Linked DNA regions of Sus scrofa: regions 1, 3 and 4 are each linked to region 2. A link is a contact called in public HiChIP or PLAC-seq data. All regions are on one chromosome and are shown on one strand. The core of a region is the stretch at or near the end of the contact, and the rest is flanking DNA. Distances in the headings are between cores, read along the strand shown. Region 1 overlaps LPP (lipoma-preferred partner). Region 2 overlaps TPRG1 (tumor protein p63-regulated gene 1 protein). Region 3 overlaps LPP (lipoma-preferred partner). Region 4 overlaps LPP (lipoma-preferred partner).

Region 1 (6,056 bases), core at 1,773-4,272, 300 kb before region 2:
GATGATTAAAAGGCTGTAGTGTCTCTGGATGTTAGGCTTCATATTTCCTTTAATTGCAGTATACAAACTACAAAAAGGGGTGGGGAAGAGTCACATTAAACATAATTCACAGTGAAGATTTCAAGATGTTAGATAAATGAAATGTTTCCATGGGAGGCTCTATTTTTCTGCCATCTAAATCCCTTTGCACCTAATAAATTAAAGATAAATTCTTTCAGATAATCTTTCTCTTCTCTTCCCCACCCTACTTTGCCATATTAAGTATGAAGCATGTTGTCCCCTAAAACTGTAGCAAGTAGCATGGATATTACATGCTGTATGTGTACACATGAGAAATAGTACCCACATTTTCAGAACACAATACTATGTCTGTGTTTCCTCATGCAACATGAAAAGCTATCGTCAATGGGAAAAAGCAAAATATTTTCATTTTGTGTCTTTAGGATGATTTTTGGAAGAGTGTAATTGGGGCACATGATTTTGTAAGGTACTATAATGAAATTGGCTCTAGAATTTATACCATTAAATGTTACCTTTTTTGCACACTCATTCTATTGCAATAGCCACCACATGCCATATTTGAAGTGGCAGGGTGGGTAAGCAGGAACATTTTTGTTTTCATGTGCTACCTGACCTGTGAGCCTTTTCAGATCCTTGAGCTAAAAGTGAAGGTCCCTCTCTGAATTCCTATTGCCCTTGATCATACAGCTCTAATGGAAGTTTTAATCTCCCACTTCATATTAACATTATTTGTCTGTGTGTCTTAGCATCCTTCTTAAATGGAAGGCTCTGTGAAAATAAGCTTTTTATTGACTCACGTGGGTATGCTGCTAAGTGCATAAAACCTAGAAGGTGTTCCATAACCTTGCTTGAATAAATGAAAGAAAATCACACAATGTGTTTCAAGTTGACCTATTTCTTTGACCATCAGGATGTCTGCTTTTATTAAAACTGTGAAGTTCAAGACCTGTGTATTCTAACACTTTCATATGCTCTGTGGCCTGATCAAAACAGTTTTAAAATTTTTATTTACCCTTACCATGAAAGAGAGAGAGAGAGAGAGGGAAAGAGACAAGATGTGTGTGTGTGTGTGTGAGAGAGAGAGAGAGAGAGAAAGAGAGATTGAAGAGAGAGAGAGAGACAGAGACCCATTGACCCCTGCTCGGTCCTCTAGTTATATGAAAAAATAAAAAATTTAAATAATTTTGAGATTGTCAGTATCTTCTATTTTGTTTTGTCTGAGTGATCTTTTTGATCAAAGACTGATTCTTCAGGTGAAAGTTTTATTAGTGTTTTCCAGAGGAACAGAACCAATAGTATATATGAATTTATTATAGGAATTGGCTCAAGCAATTATGGAAGCTGAGAAATCCCAGTGTCTGCTGTCTGAAAGCTAGAGAACTAGGAAATTCTGTTAAAAGCTAGAGAACTAGTAATTCAGTCAGGATCCACAGGTTTAAGAATCAGTGTGGAGGGGCTTGGGTGGGGGTGGGGATGCACTGATGGTTTGAGTCCAAAGGCCTGAGAACTAGGAGCATTGGTACCAGAGGGGAGGAGATGTTCAGAGAGCAAGTCTCCCTTCCTCCATTCGGAGGTTGGAGTCAGGCCCTCAGGGGATTGGATGAACCACCTGCACTGGTGAGGGCAGCTCTTCTTTACTTGTCCAGTGATTCAAATGCTAATCTTTTCCAGAGACACCTTCATAGACAGACCCAGAAATAATATTTTACCAGCGATCTGGGCATCCCTTAGCCCAGTCAAGTTGACACATCGAATTAACCATCAGAATAGCTACGGAAATATTACCAGGGATGAAAATTACCGAAAACTGGGGAGTAAATTAGGGGGTAGTTTGATGTTTTTCAACTGATGCTATTCACATTTAGGGCAAGAGAGTTCCTCATTTGTTGGCAATGTTTTTGTGCATGGCAGCCCATTAACATTCTTGGTCTCTACCCACTAAATGCTGGTAACACCTTGCCACACACACACCCATTGTGACAACCAAAAACCACTCCTGGTGCATTAAGCACCCTCTGGAAGAATCTATCCTCTCACTCCTGGTTCTTTGGAGAATGTCTGGATTTATGGTGCTCTAAGACTGGTTGTGATTAAGGATCTTGTGCTGTTTTTCTTTCCTCTGCTTCCTCTCGAATTCAGATCTTGTTACCACATGCCCTGTTTGACCTATCGAACCATCTATTAATGGAATTGAATGTGTTGAATATTGTTACAAACAGTACATGCTCCTTTTCTGTGCCGAATGTTGTCAAGTTCTAGAAAATGTAAAACTTCCAATCTAAAGGGTTGGGTTTTAGGACAAAGGAAAGAAAGGTTCTGGTAAATCACTTTAGTTCATCATAGTTCCTACAATTCATGTTTGAGTAGTTACTGTTTTATTAGAAAATTGTAATTTCTCTAAATATAGCTAACATATTATTTTGTTCCTAAATAGAATTTTAAAAATACATGTCTTGAAACCAGCTTGTCTTTTTCTTTGTAACATGTATCAGTTTTTTTGAAGAAGTAGTGGGGACCTATGAATCTGGCATTTGGTGCGTAATTTTATCTTAACCTCTGCCTTTTTTAGAATGCTCTGACCAATCCTATAATTCTACAATTAATGTTTTACCAGAAATACAGTCATTTACATTTATCCCTCTAAGATTTTTATCATTCTTACTCATTTATGCAGTCATTTAACCTCAGAATGCCAACTTTGAGAGACACTGTTTACCAAGCCCTGGCCAATTCATTCATGAATAGATGAATAAGTGCTGTGCCCAAAAAAGCTTACAAATCAAGAATCGTAATGTCAGTAACTTAATATTTCTCTAGGATTTTATAACTTGCAAAGCAAAGTCACATATCCCTATTTGTACCCAAGGGACCTGAAAACACATTCTTATTTCACAGTTTACTCACTTATGACTTGATCTTGTTTGATCCAGTGACTCTCTGAAGCATTATATTATTAACTCATCCTTGCAAGTGTGGAACTTGATAAGTCAGAATGATTCACAGCCTTGTGTGTGGTCAAATAAATTGACCCATGCCTTTCAACTTAATGGTTCCTCAAGGCAGCCTGGATTAGGAGAAAGAATAGGAAACTAAATCATGGTGGGATCCTGCTTCAGGCACTCTCTCAATACATAAACTTAGGTGTAAGATGCTTAATTCTAAATACAATGTTTTCTGATTTGGGAAAGAAAGCAAACCTCACAGATCTCTTTAGGACAATGATTTTTCAGCAAGGAAGAGGGAAAGGGATATGCTTGAATGAGCCTTTCATGTATTTAATAGTCATTTGATAAATATTTTTGAGTGTCTCTCTTCTAGGCTCTGGGGATACGGTATTGAACACAATAATAAAAAATTCCTGCCTCCTGGGTGCTTCTATTCTGACTGTATTATATCAGGGGCCCCAGCTTTTCAAAGGAAATAGTATCCAACCTCTTGCTAAAATCCTAAAACCCCTCTCTCTTCCTACTCATCCCTGTTTGAGTAGTCTCACCTTAAAGGAATCCACTGTTTCTGGTCGCTGCATGTTCTAGCCCTCAGGTTTGCCCATACAGAAAAGGTATTGAAAAAAGTTATCAACTCGAGGCTTTTTTAAGGTCTTCTTAAGATCGATGTACGTTACTTGTGAATGAACATAATTTTTTTCTGATTACATAGGATTGTTTTAAAATCCATGAAATCTTTTGAAATTGAAGTGGAAGTTCACCAAGACTGTTCCCTCCATTTTATCGTAAAGTCAACTGGACTCAAACACAAGAAGGGAGGGTGTGAACCTTGAAAGTCTATGGGTGCTTTATTTGTTTTTGACACCTCCCACCCCAGCAACTTTGTACGCTAGTTATTGATAAGCATATCTTCCAGATATGCACACTGAGGCACAGAGAAGCCCATTCATAGAGGAGCTGAAATGAAAACTATAAGAGCTTCATCTCATCCAGTGCTTTTTTTTTTCTCTCCCAGAATGCATCTCATTTGTAACCTGTTAACAGAGACTGAGTTAGTCCACTGTGTTAACTGGAGAACTTTTCATAGCTGTTTTCTTCCCTTTGCTCTTAATGTCAATTTAAAACATGTACGAGAATCTGAAAAGAGAGTTTCTGAGAAATTTGTGCAGCTCCTGTTTCAAAGAAAAGATAGACTTCTCTCGATGAAGCCTTGACGGCAGCAAATTTAGACAAAAACTGAAAGCAAAACAGCCTACTCAAGGTTAGACAGTGACTCAAGTCATTCCGTGCACTTAAACAATATTTAGGATGACCCTATGTAAACTCACATTATCACTTAAAAGCCAGTATAAAAATACTACCCATCTGCTGTGCTAGTCCTGCTGTTGCTTGCCACATTTCTCTGACAAGCTGTTACCTCAGAATATAGAGAGTATACATTTTGAAATCCGGAGTTTGAGTTTGAAAAAAAAGAAAAAAAATGGTATCTGGTACATATGGACTAGATTCTGTTCTTCCAAATGTAGATTTGTAACCTCATTTATTCTTAAAGATGATGTGTTAAATTAGGGGCTTTTTTTTTTTTTCTATTTCCTCTTTTTTTGACTCTAAAATGGAAACTCTTGTAATTGTATGCCTGTGACATGAGCAGTGTACAATGGGAAGTCATTTAGTTTACACCCACTGTGTGTTATGCAGAGTGAGTGTTGGGAGGTGTTTATTGCAAACACCATAACTAAGTGGTAGGGTTTCTCTGTGAACTATGTAACTTCAGGTATTAAATAGTTGTTAGGTGACTTAAGAAGTACAGCATGTGTAATTGTTTACAAACAAGTAATTTTCAGTGCTGAACGACTTAATTTCAGAATCAGAATCACCAGTGGCACTGACACAGCCAAGGTGTAATTGGCCTCCTTAATAGGTATTTGAGCATAAGAGGCAAGGCTGGAAGTTAGACCTTCAGTGCTTATCCTTCTCTCTCTGATGTATGAACCTGTGGATAAAGCCTTTAGCTAGGAATTGCAGCTTGGCCCAGAAGTGCAAAATCACTAGTGATTTGCTGATTTTTTCCATGGGATAGTTAGTTCTTTCTGTGCCAGCTGCCTAAACTATCTCCAAAGGTAGGAAAAAAAAATAGTAATAGGAGCAACAACATGTAATCTTCCTTAATATTTATTAAGATAAATATAAATCCAAGATTTTTCTGGAAATATAAGCTGCCGCATTACTCAGAAGCTCTGACATTTGATTCATTCTTTCACTCCACAGATATTTATTGAATGAACATTATCTGTAAGATCCTGGGCTAGGAGCTCTATCAAATAGAAACATGAGTCTAGCAGAATATTCAAGGGGTATAGCGACTAGGAGAGCAGGGATACTTTTAGGAAAACTTCACAGGGAAAACGTCACAGGGAAGTAGGGAGCCTTTAGATACTGGGTAGCAGCAATGGGAGTCATGATACAAAGAGGCCGTTTCAGATTCCATGTCTGCCTGAGGTAGTCATAGAGTCTTACCTATTCAGGGCATGCAGCAAATGAAGTCAGATTATTAGAGTTAAAAGAGTTCCCTAGTTTGTCTAGTCAGAGCCTTGTTTACAGATGAGAAAATCAAGAGTCTGGGTGAGGAAGGGATTTGCTAATAGCCCCATAGATGTTTAACCTTATTTAATAAAAACATAGGATGAGCACCCAGGTCGCCCATCATTGTAGTCAGGCATCTACAAAATCTTTTCGTTTTGTATTTGTTTTCCCTGTTAGTCAAGGCTACTTCAGGCCAGCTGTGGGGGTTTGAACCCAGTCCAGAGGAGGGTACTTTTGAGACAGGGATCTCCTGTTGAACTAAACTCACCTCCATGTTGGCACACACATTACTTCCTCTCCCCCTTTATAATTTTGCTATGGGACTTAACACATGTGGTTGGAGCTAAGGCCTTTACCACAAACCTATTTGAAGAGTCTGCTAATTTTTGGATGCAGCTTCCTATGCCTCTAAGCTGGATGGGCATGGGAGTGGGGGAAGAGCAAAACAAAGTCAAGGGATTCTGAACTGTCGCATCTCATGGCCACAAGCTTTTTATTTCGGTCACT
Region 2 (5,965 bases), core at 925-3,424:
GTTGATTTCAAACTGGCCTGGTTTTCTTAACACTGGCATCAGTGAGCAGGAGAGCAGGGGGAATGGAGAAAGTTCTGAGACCATATTTTTAAACAAAGTCTTTTAAAATAAAACTTGCACTCATTTGAATACCTGTCTGAAAGCAGGAGGGCCTCTGATGAGTTCACCCCAGGACAAGGCCGGCACTATGGAGCCAGGCTGCCGGGAGGCAGGAAGGGCTGAGCCCACAGCCACAGGACTGTATTGTCTCCTGCCAGCTGGGCCCGCTCCCTCCTCCCACGAGCCTCCAGGCAGCGGGGCCTCCTGGCCTTCGGTGTCCTTTCCGGTGGGCCTGGGCCTGGTGGGGGCTTCTTGGGTGTCCACGTTCAGGGCTCCATCCTAGCTCTGGTGGCAACTGTCTACATTCCTGGGCAGCCACGGGACAGGATCTTGTCCCCCAGGAAATAGCAGAAATGGCCCCACTTTGTGCTGCTGATACTTTGGGAAAACGAGTTTCACTAGGGGAGTACAGGATCTTCCACCTCTTCTTTTTCTTCCTCCTTCCCCACCTCTTTCCTATCTTCCCTCCTCACCAACTTTTTCTCTTTTCTCCTCCTCCCATAGGCCCCTTCTCCTAAGATGAAATCCCCTTAAGGATGACATGTATGTCTTAATTTTGGTCCAAGCCGTGGTTAGAGGAAGATATGAAAATGAGGAAAATGCAAATCACATCTCTAAACATCCAGGGAGTAGCCCCACTAAGGACAAACCAGAGGCAGGCAGTGGTGACCACCCCATCCCTCAAAGGCACATTCAGTGGTTTGGGAGTTTAGAGGCAATTTCTGTCTGGGACTCATGGGATGTTTTCTGAAAGAGGTTTTGCTTAAGTGGTCTTGAAGGCCACTTATTGAAAAACACAAGTGAACTTGGCAGATCAGAGCAGAGGACATGGACACAGCCACAAGAAAGCCTCAAGCTTAATGCAGCAGTGTTTTCACCGTTTGCTGATGGGCTAGAGTCCTTCACTCTGAGCTTGATTAATTTTAGTTTATATAAACTGTGCATAAATTTAGTTTCCTGTAAGTACTTAAGAAACCAAATCCAGCAAATTAAAAGTAGGAGAAGGGGCTGCTACAGGCAGGCTCCTGAAAATGGAGAGAAGTACAAGGTGGACGGCTTGATAAGAGAGGATACAGAACATCAAAACAAAACCTTCCCACAAACCCTCAAGAGTGGAAAAAAAATCACAGCAATCTGGATTGAGTGGGAAAGTCAAGCAGTCCTTTAAATTGAGAGAGTCTTCTAGAATGTCATCATACATTAGAGTTCAATGAAGAAAGTGATAGCCTATAGTCCCTTCGAACATGGCTAATTTATATTCTTTGTGCTGCTTTGTAGAATATAGACAAACACATAATTGATTTTAGAAAGAGTTCCATCCCAAGTGAGTCACAATAAAATTTGTATTAAAGCCAAAAACCTTCAGCATTTGCAATGCTACCTTCTAGAGAAGGAATAATGTGTCTTGACTTTTAATAAATGCAAGTGCTGTGAGTCATTTTATGTTATACCCCCATCTTCCAGTGTCCTTCTTATCATCTCTATGTCTCCTTCATTCATAAGGCTGTTTTTCCTTCTTCCCAGGCCTGTGGCTTTCAGCAGCTCCCCTCCAGAGCCTGGCACACTGAGGCTGGTAGCCCCTCGTTGGCTGCATTTCCAATATGGCATTGAGGGGCAGGGGAGGGACTCCAAGCCTGGGCCTGGGGACCCCGGCAGTGGGCTTGGCTTCCTACCTAAGAGTGGGAGATTTTAGAAAAATCACTTTCCTTCCTTGAAACTCTGTTTTCCCATTTGGAAAAAGGGGATAATTACTCTTATCCATTGAGTTGTTGTGAAAACCAAGGACATTAATTGATGTGAGATTAGTAAATTCAGCAGTCCCATTCTCAGCCCATACACTGTGCTTATAACCAGCCCTACCTCTAAGCATCATTTGCATCTACATCTGCCGTACTCATTTGATTATTACCTTACTTGAAGTTATGCTTTTCTTGATTTTTTTTTTTTAATTAGTGTCACCTTGAAGAAAGCCTCTTTTGAATGGCTTTGCAGGTCATGTGCACTGCCCAGCACTGGGGAGGGTCACTATTCATTTGGCCACGTGGTGAACAGCTTGTGGTTGTGTGTTGTACAGGGTCTGACTCAAGTGCCTGGCAGCCTGCTCTCTCTGTGAATATTAAACATCAGGGATTCTGTTTTCTATTCCTGATATGTAAGGCCTGTCCTAGGGCATACAGTATTACTAAATACTGGATTCTGGGCTCTGGATTGAAAATTGTGCACTCTATGATTCAGTCTCAGGCCCAGCTTTCAGCCTCCCATTTCATCTTTGATTGGACTGTCCTGGTCACACTCTTGGCAGAATCCATAAGCCACAGAAGTTTTCTGGTGAAGAGGAGTTTTGGGTCATCATGATTTCAAAGTAAAAGTTAGTAAAAAACTTGGCAAGCCCACTGTTTGTACTTTGTTGTTTTAATCTCAAAATCCTTGTAAATGAAGATATATCAACAGCCAGGCTTGAAAGCAGAGGAAAAAAAAATCACACACATTTATCCTAAACTCTTTCCCCCACTCCAGTTGTTAGGGAGATTTTATATCATCTGTGAAATGTCATAGTCTGACCTCTACTTGTTTCTGGATGGGCTTTGGTTTCCTCATCTGCATAATGGAACTAACCCTGTCCACTTCTCTGGATTACTAAAGAGATATCTTGGGAAAGTACTGAGGTCCAGAGCCTGACCCCTAACATGTGCTCAGACAGGATTGGTAAGAGTTCCCCTTGTGGCTCAGTGGTTAATGAACCTGACTAGTATCCATGAGGCTATGGGTTCTATCCCTGGCCTTGGTCAGTGGGTTAAGGATCCAGCGTTGCCGTGACTGGTGGTGGGTGGTATGAAGCCCATCTTTCTCATTCTCTGGTGATGTTTTTTGTCATTGGATAGCTTTGGCGTAGAACCATACCTCACACGAGAGAGGGGAAAAAAAAAAAATCAATTCCTCTGAAACTTCCACTATGGGACCCCTGGGCAAGGAAGGAGTGTCTTCCAGTTTCCTGGCCTCCCCGCTAGTAAGGACAGGCAGCAGAAGGCCTTGCTGTGGTCAGAGGGCCGAGGAGCCAGACAAGCCTCTGTGGTTACGCACTTATTTATTTCCTTATTTATTACTTTTGCAGCTAACATTTTTACAATCATGTTATTTTGTGGTTTGTTTGCGAAATGCATTGTGAGCCAAGTTTGCGTCAAATGTTCTCTGAGTTGGAAGAGGGTTGCATTGGGGAGCCCAGGGAGAGGTGAGTGGAGGGCAAGAAAGCAGTTATAAAAAATGTTACATAATTGATATATCTGTTAAAGATCCTTTCTTTGTAATCAGGCTACCCAAGGCAGATGGAGGAATGAAAACTGAGAAAACATTGTAGGCTCTCAAGAAGTAGTAGGGACAGGCTTGGCAATCTCAGAGGTGAAATGGGGCCACAGCCTGGGGACTCGGGGAAAGAAATCCGGGAAGAAACCCTGCTCCTGCTCACGGAACCCCAAGCACCAAAAAGGCATCTTTTGAAAGACTTTGGGAAAGAGTAGAAGTTGGTTCTAGAGGAGTGATGAATAATTAATTAATTCATACGTGTTATTATTAGGGAGCTTATTATAATCGTTTTTTGAAGATTTTAATATAAACAAAAACCCAGTTTTCAGAGATTAGCTGAAATGGGGCTCAAGCGATGCTCTCCCAGAGCTGTTTTCTTTTTAACTCTATATTCGTCTTTTCTCGCCCCCAGGCAGTAGTAGATTCCTGAGAGGCTGCCCTGTTGTTGCTGAAGCTCATTTTGCCTGTATTCAAGTTTGTTCTTGTATTATTCCATCTGGTTGCTCCCCAAACCACTTTCCTTTTTTACTCTCCTTGTAAATATTTACATAAGAAGGTTTTTGCAGAATCTTATATTGGTGGATTGGCGCAAAGAGTTTTTGATGTGTTTCATTCCTTTTACGAACAATTTGGTTAAGTGGATTTCCTCCCAGCTCATTGAAATAAAATCCTTTCAATTTAATAACATCATCAGACACTAAATAACATCAGAGGGAAAAATAAGTTTGCATGGCATAGCCTCGAGTGGATCTCAGCTGCTCTGTAGCTGTTAATGGTTGATGCAGAAACGGGTGATTATAGTGGAGGGCTGGATGCTGTGAATGCGAGCGTTTAAAGGCCTCCTCTTCCTAGGCAGGACAAGAACTTGGGCTGTTTTCTGGGTTGGCTGGGTGGATGAGAGATCAGGGCAACTGAATCATGAGATTAAGACACGGTTCCCAAACTTCAGACACCAGCTCATCTTGCCACCTGCCCTAAGGCTCTTGTCTTTGCTTCTTCTTCTCTGCCCTCCCTCTTGGACAAGTTCATCCTTGCCACAGCTTTAATAAATACCTCTCCACAGGTAAAGTCAAACCTGCTTCTTTAGTTTGACCTCTTTTCTAAGCCCCAGTTCTGTATTTTTAGCTCTTTTAGACATTTCGGCAAGAACCATCACTATCTTAATTCCACAGGCCCAAAGCCAACCTTATCTCCATCTGGACCTGGTCCTAGTCTGACTCCTGGGAACGTAGCCTCCCATCTCCACCTAAACCAGCAGCATTCACTCAGACACCTCGTTCCTAAGCTGTCACATTTGACTCCTCCCTCTTTATTGCTAAGTCCAATAAATTACATTGCTATTGTTTTTGACACCTCATAGAGACTTACCTGGGTTTATTGCTTATCTCTGTTTCTATCTTGGCTGTCATTGCCTTAGGTTTCTTTAGGTTTCTTTCTTTCTTCCTTTCTTTCTTTCTTTCTTCCTTTCTTTCTTTCTTTCTCTTCCTTCCTCCCTCCCTCCCTCCCTCCCTCTCCTTCCTTCCTTCCTTCCTTCCTTCCTTCCTTCCTTCCTTCCTTCTTTTTTCTGGCCATGCCTGCAGCATGTGGAAGTTCCTGGGCCAGGGATGGAACATGAGCCACAGCAGAGACAATGCCAAGTCCTTAACCACTAGGCTGCCAGAGAACTCCTGCTCTAGGTTTCTTTACATTTTATATATTCATTTATCTATATGCTCATGCATTCAACACAGAAATTCATTGAATATTTCCTATATGCTAGCTATCTAGTGGGTGGTGAGGATACTGAAGTGGGTAAGACAAAAAAGAATCATATTGCTCTCATGAGGGAAAATATAGATTAAAAATTTTAAATTATAAAACAGTGTGGCGTTCCCACTGTAGCACAGTGGGTTAAGATTCCAACTGCAGACTGCAGTGGCTCAGGTTGCTACAGAGGTTTGGGTTTGATCCCCAGCCCAGCACAGTGGGTTAAAGGATCCAGGGTTCCTGCAGCTGTGGCATAGGTCACAGCTGTGGCTCAGATTCAGTCCCTGGCCAGGGAATTTCTATATGCCGAGGGCGCAGCCCTTAAAAACAAAAACGAAAACACGAACAACAAAACAAAAGCAAAAACACAAACAAAACAAAACCAAAATGAAACAAAATACAAAACCAAAACCCAAACCCCAGTGAGCATAGTGTGATCACAGGAGCAAATCAAGGGAGGCTACAGGTTTCTCTGTCTATGACTCTTCTAAGATGCTTGCAACCCACTGTTGTCATATTTATTTATCTGACCCTGTTGCTTTCCTTCTCAAATGCCATCAGCTCCTTTTGCCATTGCTTACTCATTTCATGTCATTCATCATTTATATATTTTTGTGCTTCTACCATCTGTTTATTATCTCCATTCTCTTGCCATTTCGGTTCCTTCTTCCTTTGTAATTTTTTTTTTTTTTTCGGCTCATGACATCCAGAAATTCTTCACTTGGTTAATTAAAAACAACTTCATTCATGCAGGTATCCATGCTTCTCGGAAGACCTTCCACTCCTCATGGACTATAACTTGCCAGCTTTCCCCCATCCC
Region 3 (5,440 bases), core at 412-2,911, 390 kb before region 2:
AACCCTTGTCCTCATGGTCACTAGTCAGGTTTTTTACCACTGAGCCACAATGGGAACTCCTCATATTTTTTAAGTAACAAATTGTTTTGATATGTAATTCATTTACCATACAATTCACTGACTCAACTTATTTTTAACGGAGATAATTACTACATTTACTGAACAGATATTTTACGAGCATCTACCATGTGCCAGGGACTTTCTAAGCGTTGGAGCTAGACTGACAATAGTTCTATAAAACCTAGCTTCTCACAAAATGTCCATCAACAGATTTTTTTTAATTAAATTGAAGTATAGTTCATTTACAATGTTTGTTAGTTTCAGGTGTACAGAAAAGTGACTCAGTTATACCTACATATATATTTGTCTTTTTTTCAGATTCTTTTCCCTTATAGGTTATTACAAAATTTTGAGTAGAGTACCTCTGCTGTACAGTAGGTCCTAGTTGGTTATCTGTTTTCTAAATAGTAGTGTGTATATGTTAATCCCCAACTCCCAGTTTATCCTCCGCTTCCCCTCTCGTAAACATAAGCTTGTTTTCTGTGTCTATGGGTCTATTTAACAGACTCTTTTCTAAATGGTGTTAAATACTGACATTGGGTCAGTAAAGGATATTCTGGCAACACATCAGGGGGACAAAGAAAACCTGATCTGGGGAGACCTGGGGAGCCTTTTGAGAGGTTGTCATCTCTAAACAGAATCTGAGAAGCCTGTGAGAGTTTTCTAGTTGATAACCTGGGGACAGTAGAGAGGGGTGAGTTTTTTGGGAGGAGGAAAGAAAATGAGCCACTGCACAAAGGTGAGACATAGGTAATCCATAGAGTTCAGTAAGGTGAGAGCAGGGGGGACAGCATGGGAAGTACACTGGGCCTGAAGGTCAGAGCTGTCAATGTGTGCCTTCATAGAATTAATTGTGTGTCTTACTATGAGGTCACAAAGGAGGATGAGGTCAGCTAGAGGATGTGATGTTTGAGTTTAGTCACAAAGGCTGTCTAGGAGGGGTTTTTTTTGTTTGTTTTTATTGAGGCAGTCTATAGTTAGTCCAGGCAGAAGGAACTACAGTTGTAGAAATACATGTGTTTAAAAGAATGGTGTTTTCAGCTAGGTAAGGAATTCGAAGGACTTAGAAGATAAGGTAAGTGAAACAGAGAAAGAATATAGCCAAACTATTACATTGTGAGAGTTGAAGAGCAGCTTATAAATGGATTCAAGCTGTATAAATGAATGTATAAATGAATTTGTACATTGCACTCTTCAGCCTGTAGACATTTGGGGGTGGGGAGGTGAGGAGTTTGAATGAAGACTGGAACATTGAAGATTTTAGAAAAGAAATTAGAAGTATGTTTTCGAAGATCACTCTGGATATACCTGAATTGGAGGATCCGTGGTTTTTAAATGAAAGTTAGGAGTGTGACATCTCTGTTGTTTAGTGTAGCTTATCTAATTAACATTTTATATAAAATTCTACCTGTCAATTACCCTTTCCAACAATGATCAATCATTTCTAATATTAGGAAATTGTAATTAAATATATGGCAATGGTAACCGATGTTCACTGAAAATTTACTATGTCACTTTCATGTATTAATTCACTTGATCCTTGTAATAGCCCAATGCCTCAGCCTATCATTTCCCCACATTTTACAGATCATGAGGCCACGGTCCAGAGAGTCGAAACTGAAACTAGCGAGTGGCAGAGCTGGTATTTGAGCCATGGCAGTCTAGCTCCTAAGCCTGATTATATGAATTGACAACTGAATACATAATCGAAATTACTAACAGTGATTGTGTTAGTGAGAAGGGATTTTGGGGCAGTTTTTTGTTAGTTTTTTACAGTTCAGTGATTCAGTGATTTTGCAACAATTACCCAAGTCTAATTTTAGAACATTTCTTCCATCCCAAAAAGAAATCTCATGCCCATTTGTAGTCACTCTCTATTCTCACCTCAACCCGATGCAACCTTGAATCTGTTTCAGTGTTAAATCAGTCTTTAAATGAATATGACTTCAGTTTAGTGACAATTTGTTTTGAATGGAAGCAATTTGATAGGCTTAGCAATTTAGGAGTGTAACATAGTTTGAACCTCTAATTTCTAACATCTGTTCAAAGTAGTGTTCTCTGTTCATAATTTAGGGCAGCGAAGGGTAGAAGTGCCAGCCCTGAGTCAGTCATTGGTCATAAGCACATGACTAAGACTGCTCCAGGCCCCACACTTGAGTTCCCCATTTGTCTTTCGGAGATGCTGGAACATAAATAGACACATTATTGAACAACATTGGAGAATGGAATTCTTCTAGAAATTTTGATGTATTTGTATTAAACTTCTTCCTGTTATAAACTATTGAATTGTTTATAAAACATCTAGTATGTATAAAGCATTTGAACTGCTTGGCATTTTGAGGATAAAATCCACATCAATTTTAAATGAAATAAAACTCCCCATCCAGAATAGAATAGTAATTGCCAGACATAAAATAGCCCAGCTGTGGAGTGACTTAAAGGACAATTGGTCTAAGGCAGAAAGTACCAGCTAGGATGCTGCTATGCAAATAATTGTAAGGCCTGAATTACTCTACCTATTTGGTAGCACATATATCTAAAATGGCTTAAAATAAAAATTGCAAATGTACCAGATTTGATCAATCTTAGCATTGCTTTTTCTTATTCTCCTAGTCCCAAGTTAAAAATAATATCCGCCTGCCTCATTTTCCTGTGTGCTAGTTAGTAAGGATTAACTAGAGTTCTCAACAGGAAAGCAAGATATAGTAGACGACATTGTATAGTGAGTGAGAGCCTGCTAGAGATAATTACATAGTCACTCCCACTATATTACCCCTCAAAGAAACTGAGCCTAATATTCTCATCCTAAGCAATTTAACCAACTTCTAAAAAAAAAAAAAGTATAAGATATTATTTAGAGAATGAAATAGCTACTGTATGTAATCAGGAGGGAGAATTATAGCAAATTATAATACTCATTTGATAAGTATATAAAGAGCTACTCTCAAAGCTTTGTACTATACCTCCTAGGTAATTGTTGAGTTGTGCTAACTGTCCTTAATAAAGGAGAAGAGATAAAGAACTGCTAAAAAAAATCAATTGTTACAGTTGTTCTTTAGGTTTTCCCCTCTGGGCATAGATTAAGTCTAATTTCATGCTCTGCAAGGATCAGGCACACATTTGGTCTTCAGATATTTAATAGTGGTGATTTCTTTGCCTTTTCAAAGCTAATATCCATGTAGAAACATAGACACTAATAAAACTAAATGTGATAAAAATGTGTTTTAAGAGCCACAGCATGTTTGTCTTTGTAGGTATATATGTTGTATATCTGTGTTCACTGCATATACCTCCCAATATAAAAAGATAGGGCTGCAGGCATATTCTGTCAGTAATTCTTTGAATATAACCAAAAGGAGGCCCAGACATCTGCTAAATTGTCCCTTTAGTCTATTAAAAAGAGTTAGCAGTAATGCAAGGGTTGGTTTCCCTTTGGTTTGCTTTAAACAAAGTAGCCCGGTGTAAAAACTTTAAGAGACTTGAGTGAGCACTTTCCTTAGAATTTGTAATTCTTGTGCCTGCATTGTCCAAAAAAAAAAAAAAAAAAAGTGCTGATCTGATTGCTATAATGAGAAACTGTACCACATAGTCACTAAAAACAGTTACTCGAAAGATGGCAACTATATTAGATGGAAAACACTGGATCCTGTACTTACTGTGTGACCTTCGTCAGGCATTGTAGTATCTCTGTGCCTCAGTTCCTGATTTCAAAATGGCATGGTAATACAGTGCCACCTCATGCAGCTATTAGGAGACTAAATAGCTACTATACATAGATCAGTAAAGCACTGTGTCTCTCACATACTTACATTTTGTCAACTCTAAAACCCATATTCACATCCTGAATATTTCTGATAATTATTGTTGGTTAGTAATTAATAATGAAATGACATAGTTGTCATTGTTGCAAATGCACATCAAAACTCGTGTGGAAGGAAATCCTGCAGGTGACAGTGGAACCGGAACCCTCTTATCATTGCTTTTGATAGCCAAGAAAACAAGACTATGGGAAAAACAGAACTGTCATGACTTTCAGTTGAAAAGTAGTTTGAAGTGGTGAACTCTAACTACGAAGAAGCTTTAGGAATGCTTCAAGTTGTTTCATTTATATATTTAAATGGTGTCTTTTAATATGAATATAATGAAAATTCTAATAACAAAAAACAATAATAATTTAAGTCAGTATTTTTTGTTTCTAGTCAATAACTGGTGGTGCATTTATAATCAATGACACCTTTTTTTGATAGGACATTGTGGTAAGCACTCAGAAAAAAATGTTAGCAGTTCTAATTAGTACTGGGTGGAGGTTAATGTGGGTAGGTGTATTGTAAAATTTAAGGGTTCTAAAGCCTTTGATTTTGAGTAAAGTGTATTGAAAGCATATCTCGGACTTAGCAAAAATCTAGAGAATTTGACTTGCAGTTCTATCAATATGACTCGCCTAAGTTTATTAAGTGGATATTGCACTAACTTGGGCTGAAATTCATGTCTGCTAAATACATACGCACTATCCTTTTCTCTTGATTATGAGAGGTAAGTTGAATAATAGAAGTGAAAGCACTTTGCAAACCAAAGTGAGAAGTATTAGTCAGGCTAGTGCAGGTAATGCTGTGCTAACAAATATTCTCCAGATCTCAGTGTTTAAAGCCAAGGTTTATTTTTTGTTTCTATTGCTTGTTCATTGTGGGTCAGAAAGACTTTGCAGGCTGATGGAATAGCCACCACCTCAAACATTGTTGGCCTCTATCCCAGAGTATAAAAGCTCTGAGGTTCTTGACCTGGGAATCGCATACTCTGGCCTATAAGTAAACCATGTGGACTTGCACTCACAACTTTTTAGTCGAAAGTATTCATATGGCTCCATCTAGCCATAAGGGTGCCAAAAAGCAGAGAGCTGAAATATTTGGAAAATAGCATAGATGACTACCAAGTTTGTAATACTACTTCTACTGCTAACAGCTCCTACATACCAGGGATTGTTGTAAGTACTTTCCATGTGTGGAGTCCTTTAGCCTCATGAAGTAGGTATGCTCAAGACCTCCATTGTACAAGAGGGAAATTAAGGCACAAAAGAGGTAGACTAATAACCTCTGCAGAATAGGCAGAACAGGGTTTTGCAAAATATAGTGTGCATCGATATGTATATCAAACTATAATGGAATATAATGTATCTTTTTAAACTGTAAAAGGAAGATACAGTTGAGAAATCTTCTATTCTGAAAAACAAGAGAGTAGACTAAGTGATCCCTAACGCTCCCTAAAATTTCACCTGAATCCTAAAGTGACCTGTGGAAAAGGTGATGCCCCTGTTTCTTTTGGAGCCTCGTCTTCAGAAGCCAGGGGCCCTCTGCTGACCAGCACACTTACCTCAGGAGCTTAG
Region 4 (6,211 bases), core at 1,573-4,072, 430 kb before region 2:
AGTGCAAATAAATTATATTTGTGTTTAGCACTAAATTTTTTAATTATTTTAAAATGTGTGTATTAGGGAATAGTTTGGGAAGAAGAGGCATGAGAAGTTTGGAGGTAGTTTTGGAGTAAATTGTAGATGGTATGATCCTCAAGTACTACAGCTTAGAGGTCATGTAGCCACTCTTTACAGAAGCAACATTTTTGTCTAGAGGAAGGAAGAACATTGCTCAATGAGGCCCAGGATCAGTGATTTTTTTTTTTTTTTTTTTTTTTCTGAACCATGACATAATGGTTCCCTATGCATTCTAAGTTTAACCAAGGCACAGTTTGTTTCCCTTTAGCATTTTATTTTATTTTATTTTAGTATTTTTTATACTAAAAAAAATACTAAGCATTTTAATTAGTTATTTCCAAAATATATTTTGTGGTACTTTCTGTAAAATATAGCTTGAAAATATAAAGAGTAGACAAATCAAAAACATAACATAAAGGTAAACAGAAGTGTCTTTGAATTAGTATGTATCTAGGCCCCACCCCTATTCTACTGTTCATAAAAGAACACCTTATACTCTTGGGAAGAGCTACATCAGGGGTCACATTGAAAATTCTCTTAATTTCTTTCTTTTTTTTTTTTTTTTTTGTCTTTTTGTCTTTTGTTGTTGTTGTTGTTGTTGTTGCTATTTCTTGGGCCGCTCCCGCGGCATATGGAGATTCCCAGGCTAGGCGTTGAATCGGAGCTGTAGCCACCGGCCTACGCCAGAGCCACAGCAACTCGGGATCCGAGCCGCGTCTGCAACCTACACCACAGCTCACGGCAACGCCAGATCGTTAACCCACTGAGCAAGGGCAGGGACCGAACCTGCAACCTCATGGTTCCTAGTCGGATTCGTTAACCACTGCGCCACGACGGGAACTCCGAAAAAATTCTCTTAATTTCTTAGCAGACAAAGGATAAATACATGGATTTTTGATTTTCTTTTCCTTCTCTTGCCTAAATGAAGGCTAGAGTCTGGTCTTCTCATTCCTAGTACAAATCTGCCTTTTCTTCCCTGCGGTGAGTTGAGTAGCATTGGAGCTGGTACATAGATGACTTGGAAAAACTTCCCGAGATTTTATATTCATAGGGATTTAGTATTTTTGAATCAAGTTTTATTGGAATTGGTCAAATGTGATTTCACTGTTCTCACTTAGACTAGGATGAAAAAATTTTGAGAGATTCTGGGATAAGATAGGGTTGGACATAATTTGATATCCTAGATTCCAAGTTTACCAATAAATCTACTCTCTTTTCAATTTCATGTGATCACTTCTCTAAAAAGAGCACCAATTTTTTGTGTGAATTTTCCACATCACCAGTCTGAGCTTCCTCCTTTATTTCTAAAATGGGTGTAGTAGCTGCACTTTTTCCCCTTTGTAAAGATGCAGTATTCTAGAGTTGCAAGAAATTAGATGTCGTGTTTGAGGAACAGTTTACTCAATCCTTCCCATTTTATTTTGGGATTGTTAGCTTGTGTCTGGAGCTTGCTACTTTAAAGGTTTGGAGCTTGTACTTTGTGAATGGTGGTTATTGCATCAATGATATATTTATCTTTGTCATTTAAAGCACTTAAAAGGTATTGTAATTTCTTAGTCTATTTGGAAACTGAGTTCATGCATACTCTTTAGTTATATTAACAAGTCTTTAGTTGTAATTTCAGTGCTCCCACACTGAATTCCTTTCATACAGCAATAATCTATGAGACAACCTAAGAAATCATTTCAGGTGTGTCTAGGTTGTATGGAAGGTTTTTTATTTTGGATTCATGTGGTCTGAGGCCTTGTGGGCAGAGTAACTAGGGTGGAGTCTTGCGGTACCGTGGATCTTCTATTCTCTTGTGTTCCCTGTTCTAACTTGCAGAAGCCATGAGCAGCTGCAGGGGAGATTAATTAGTAATTAAACTTTTAATAGTCCATATTTTTCCATGAACCCCATCATGTAGGCTACTTGGAGATGAAAGCTGCAACGTACTAATGCTGTGTGATAAGACATAGATGATCCTTGCAGACTGGGACTCTACCGCTGCTTTGTTTGGCTTCTTGGGAATGGAGATAGGAACGAAGTCCTATACTGTTGAAAAAGAGAAGACTTATGCATGGTGTCTTCCTCTCCCTGTGCTCCCCTTGGGGGTTGGGGGAAGATTAGGCACATAGTGTGATTTGCTTAAAAAAAAAAAAAAAAAAAGACCAAAAGACCAAATTTATCTATGTATTGTATTGTCTGCTTACTAATAGCTATTTTTGAGAACTTTGGTAAAAGTTGAAATATTGCAGAAACCTCATGTATAAGATACCAAATGGAGTCTAGTCAAATAATAGGGGTAAAAATACCATCTTAATAGAAAAAGGGATCTAATTCTTTGCAGTGCCCATATTTAGAAGATCTAGGTTTTATTTTGAATTCTTTCATACCTGCCAGGAAACCTCAACAGTTAAGTAACAGTGAGGTGGGGGTGCAGGAGTGGTTAGCTGACTCAGAGCTGCATGCCATGAGTCTGATGACGGGTAATTAATTTTTAGATTGTATGTAATTGCATCTCAACAGTTATACCTCCTCCTGCTTTTTTATAAGATGATGTTTGTGTTTGTGTCTTCTGTGACTACCATAACAGAATTAGCTTCAAGACTTTGTTTTGAGTTCTATGAACATGTAGAGTGGAACTTTAGGTTGAAAAATTGCACCTTTACAAAGCTTTTGTCCCCAAATACCCATTTTACTTGCCCCAGTGTAAGAGTGTGTAGTGTAAGTTAGCTCAAGCAGTGAAAAGGGAGGAAGTTGAGCAGACAGAGGAAGCCAGCTCTGCTGGAGCCTAGGCCAGGGAAGGAGAGAAGTCTTCTCTGGTACCCTGGCCACATTCCTCTGGGTAACCTTTAGCTGTGATTTGTTTGCAAGACCTAGGCTCAGAGATCATTGTGTTACAGTATACTGAGTCAATCCATCCAGGAATTGGTTTAAAATGAAATTCACAAAATGCCTGTTGAGCTTCTCTATATTACAACAGCATCTCAGTAGAAATAATTAGCCCTTTGTCCATGCAGAAGCACATACCACATTTGCAAAATTAAAGAGCTTTCTTGTCAGGACTGGTTTCTGTATTTCTTTTCTCCTCTCCCACTGTTTAAATATCTATTTTGGGGGTAGCCTTGGTCTGAAGCTGTATGGTCCCCTTTATTCCCTTTACAACTTTTTTTTTTAAAATAAACAAAATACAAATCCAGCTATACTTTTTACTTAGGAAGATTAGATTTTTACCATGGTAAGTATATAGGAATGCTGTGTTTAAGAGAAAAGGCCATATCTCAGATAAGATATTGTCACTGTTTTGTCCTTCTTGACAACCATTTCCTTTTATGTGCTTTATAGCCGAACTAATGTATAATGATGATAAAGATGGTCTCTGTAGACAGAAGGTTGGAGGTGGTTAATAACCAAGCCTACATGTCACATTTGTCATGGTGAATAACTGGTCTGTCCTCTCCACAAAATACCACATTGGAGTATAACTGCTAAGTTTCTTTTCACACTGTGGAAAAATTACCAGGGAAGTTATACATTGCCTTTCAGTGAATATATTAACTACAAATATGAAACTTAAATTTGTTATGCTTCATAATTTGAACATATATTTTCCAGTTTACATAAAACTGCAAACTCAAATTTTACTGAAAAAGATACAAATTAACTGCTGTTGTGCCAGCAGGTGTAGTTTTCATTCATAAGTGCAGACAGGCCACTTGTGAATTTTGGAATTTATGTCTCTGTGAACTTGACTTCGTTGAAGTCCCAGATCCTCACTCTAATATACATCTTTCTGTTGGGGTTCTAGATGACAGAAGAACGTTGGATCTTGTTTTGTTGTTCTAAATCACAAATTACGCAAAAGTAAAGTAAAAATTCTAATAATTTTACCTCATAGAGTATATGTTATAGAGCCAGCGTAAAAGTGTATAATGACTAAAAGAAAGAAATAATTGTGATAAATACCAGACTATGAAGTCCTTGAAGCAAGATGAACTTTTGTTTCCTGGCACACAAGAGGTATACAAATTTGTAACTGCTGAATAAATAAGTAAATGCTGTCATCAAATCCAGTAATGATGGAACTATTTACACCTTAGAAATCTGTTAGAGGACCCAGTCTGGAGTTGATGTTGAGTTAGTGCGTAATACAGTGATAACTACTTTCTGATTTTTCCATAATTCATAGTATTTGCACAAATAAAAAATAGCACGGCTTAGGCAAATGAGGTTTGTAAGGACATCTTAATGGTGGCTGCTGAATCAGCTATAATTTCTAGTTCTGTCCCAGCACTGCCTTATATCACTTGAAGGCAATGCACATGGTTGAAAAGATGATGCTATCTGGAGTTATAATTCATTGCTATAACTATTCTCTTATTATGGGGATGGTATAAAAATAAAAAGCAAGTTATTTTCTGTATCGTCTATAGAATTGCTAAAAAGAGAGGACCATTATGTTACTCGGTGTTTCCTAATGCAAAAAGCAGCATGATAAATTCTTTAGATTCAATGATAGGAAACAAAAAGTTACGTGACTGATAAACTGATATATGCATCCTTTTTTCAGAAAAAAAAAGAATTATCATAGGACTCTTTTCCTTGAGCCCATGATTCATCTCCTTTCTTTACCATGTCATTGTTGATACCTCATGACCTAATGTTTGAGATGCTATAAGTATATGCCAATTTAAGTCATTTCAAAACTAATTAACTGCCTTAGTCTAACTTGTGCTTTTTGTAATTTATTTATTTATTTATTTGCTTTTTTAGGGCCGCACCTGCAGCATATGGGAGTTCCCAGGCTAGAGGTCGAATCGGAGCTACAGCTGCCAGCCTACACCACAGCCACAGCAATGCAGGATTCAAACCATGTCTGTGACCTACACCACAGCTCACGGTAATGCTGAATCCTTAACCCACTGAACAAGGCCAGGGATCTAACCCGAGTCCTCATGGACACTAGTCGGTTTATTACCACTGAGCCACAATGGGAATTCCTAACTTATGCTTTTTTTTTTTTAATTTAATTTAATTTTATTTTTTTTTGTCTTTTTGCTATTTCTTGGGCCGCTCCCGCGGCATATGGAGGTTCCCAGGCTAGGGGTCCAACCAGAGCTGTAGCTGCTGGCCTATGCCAGAGCCACAGCAACGCGGGATTCGAGCCGCGTCTGCAGCCTACACCACAGCTCACAGCAACGCCGGATCGTTAACCCACTGAGCAAGGACAGGGACTGAACCCACAACCTCATGGTTCCTAGTCGGATTCGTTAACCACTGCGCCACCACAGGAACTCCCCTAACTTATGCTTTTTAAATGGAAATAAACTTTCTATCTATATGTGCCTGTAGACATTTTTTAAAAATATGCAAAATTCAGATGTACTTTAAAGAGATAGTTTAATTCTAAATGGATTCTTTGTTTATATTGATGGTAAACAATGGATCCATTAAAGTAACATATTTTGATGGCATAAGTAAAATATAAGAATTAAAGTGGGCTAAAAAGAGAGCATATGTATTTATTCCTTTTAAGAAATGTGATGTTTCAGAAAGCTTGAAGTACCAGTAGTCAGACATGTAAGCCCCTTACCCAAATCATTTGTTAAGTGTCTTGAACTGCTTCTAATTCCGTCTTGATATTGTACTTATTATATGAAAGTACTGGAAAATGTTACTTCTTAGGTATGCCAGAGGTGCTAAGCTTTTTTGCAATAAGGAATCTTCTTGGCTGTCTCTGCCACCCAACCTACACAGAGTGATGTTTAATTTCCTAAATGACTGATGTTAAATTGATTGTTACCAAGGCGGTCAAAGCTAGGGAACAGATTTTATAAATAGCATCCTGGATGACCTAATATTCTATGTAATCCTAATTTTAGGGCTCCTTTTCTCATTAGCCAACCTAGCATAGCTAAAGGTTATGATGCTTAAATTTGTTCATGGGGAAGTCTACTTATAAATCAGACCTCACAGCCAGCAAGTAGAAAAAAAAGAGGGAGGATCTGGGTGGTCCGTTGGCTGCTGTGTTAGAACAACTTTGCTTAGTACCTTCTGAGGAAGGGTGTGTATGGAGATGCATCATTCAGCCGTCACCTCTCTACCCCAGTCCATCATAACAAAGGACAAAAGAGAAAGAAATAAACAATATAATTTATGACCAGAA

The links. HiChIP or PLAC-seq counts read pairs in DNA pulled down with a chosen protein or histone mark.
Region 1: an H3K27ac HiChIP or PLAC-seq map of alveolar macrophages shows a contact between it and region 2. The contact joins two enhancer-like sites. A contact is called at or near these places in 1 of 47 Hi-C or Micro-C datasets (liver) and 1 of 2 datasets of contacts at active chromatin or transcription factors (alveolar macrophages).
Region 3: a contact with region 2 is called in an H3K27ac HiChIP or PLAC-seq map of alveolar macrophages. The contact joins two enhancer-like sites. A contact is called at or near these places in 1 of 47 Hi-C or Micro-C datasets (embryonic fibroblasts) and 1 of 2 datasets of contacts at active chromatin or transcription factors (alveolar macrophages).
Region 4: an H3K27ac HiChIP or PLAC-seq map of alveolar macrophages shows a contact between it and region 2. The contact joins two enhancer-like sites. A contact is called at or near these places in 1 of 47 Hi-C or Micro-C datasets (embryonic fibroblasts) and 1 of 2 datasets of contacts at active chromatin or transcription factors (alveolar macrophages).

Annotation. Positions count from the first base shown.
Region 1 is chr13:126,254,384-126,260,439 of Sscrofa11.1, forward strand. All of the region lies in intron 6 of LPP (lipoma-preferred partner), which reads left to right. Among named protein-coding and RNA genes, the nearest start is that of MIR28, 25 kb to the right of the region's middle. Within about 2 kb of position 3,023, at least 6 of the 83 cell types and tissues checked have an H3K27ac peak or open chromatin away from gene starts, as enhancers often do. A contact at or near this core is called in alveolar macrophages, where this site is marked.
Region 2 is chr13:126,552,862-126,558,826 of Sscrofa11.1, forward strand. All of the region lies in intron 1 of TPRG1 (tumor protein p63-regulated gene 1 protein), which reads left to right. Among named protein-coding and RNA genes, the nearest start is that of TPRG1, 26 kb to the left of the region's middle. Within about 2 kb of position 2,175, at least 9 of the 83 cell types and tissues checked have an H3K27ac peak or open chromatin away from gene starts, as enhancers often do. A contact at or near this core is called in alveolar macrophages and embryonic fibroblasts, where this site is marked.
Region 3 is chr13:126,161,985-126,167,424 of Sscrofa11.1, forward strand. All of the region lies in intron 5 of LPP (lipoma-preferred partner), which reads left to right. Among named protein-coding and RNA genes, the nearest start is that of MIR28, 120 kb to the right of the region's middle. Within about 2 kb of position 1,662, at least 3 of the 83 cell types and tissues checked have an H3K27ac peak or open chromatin away from gene starts, as enhancers often do. A contact at or near this core is called in alveolar macrophages, where this site is marked.
Region 4 is chr13:126,120,014-126,126,224 of Sscrofa11.1, forward strand. All of the region lies in intron 5 of LPP (lipoma-preferred partner), which reads left to right. Among named protein-coding and RNA genes, the nearest start is that of MIR28, 160 kb to the right of the region's middle. Within about 2 kb of position 2,823, at least 8 of the 83 cell types and tissues checked have an H3K27ac peak or open chromatin away from gene starts, as enhancers often do. A contact at or near this core is called in alveolar macrophages and embryonic fibroblasts, where this site is marked.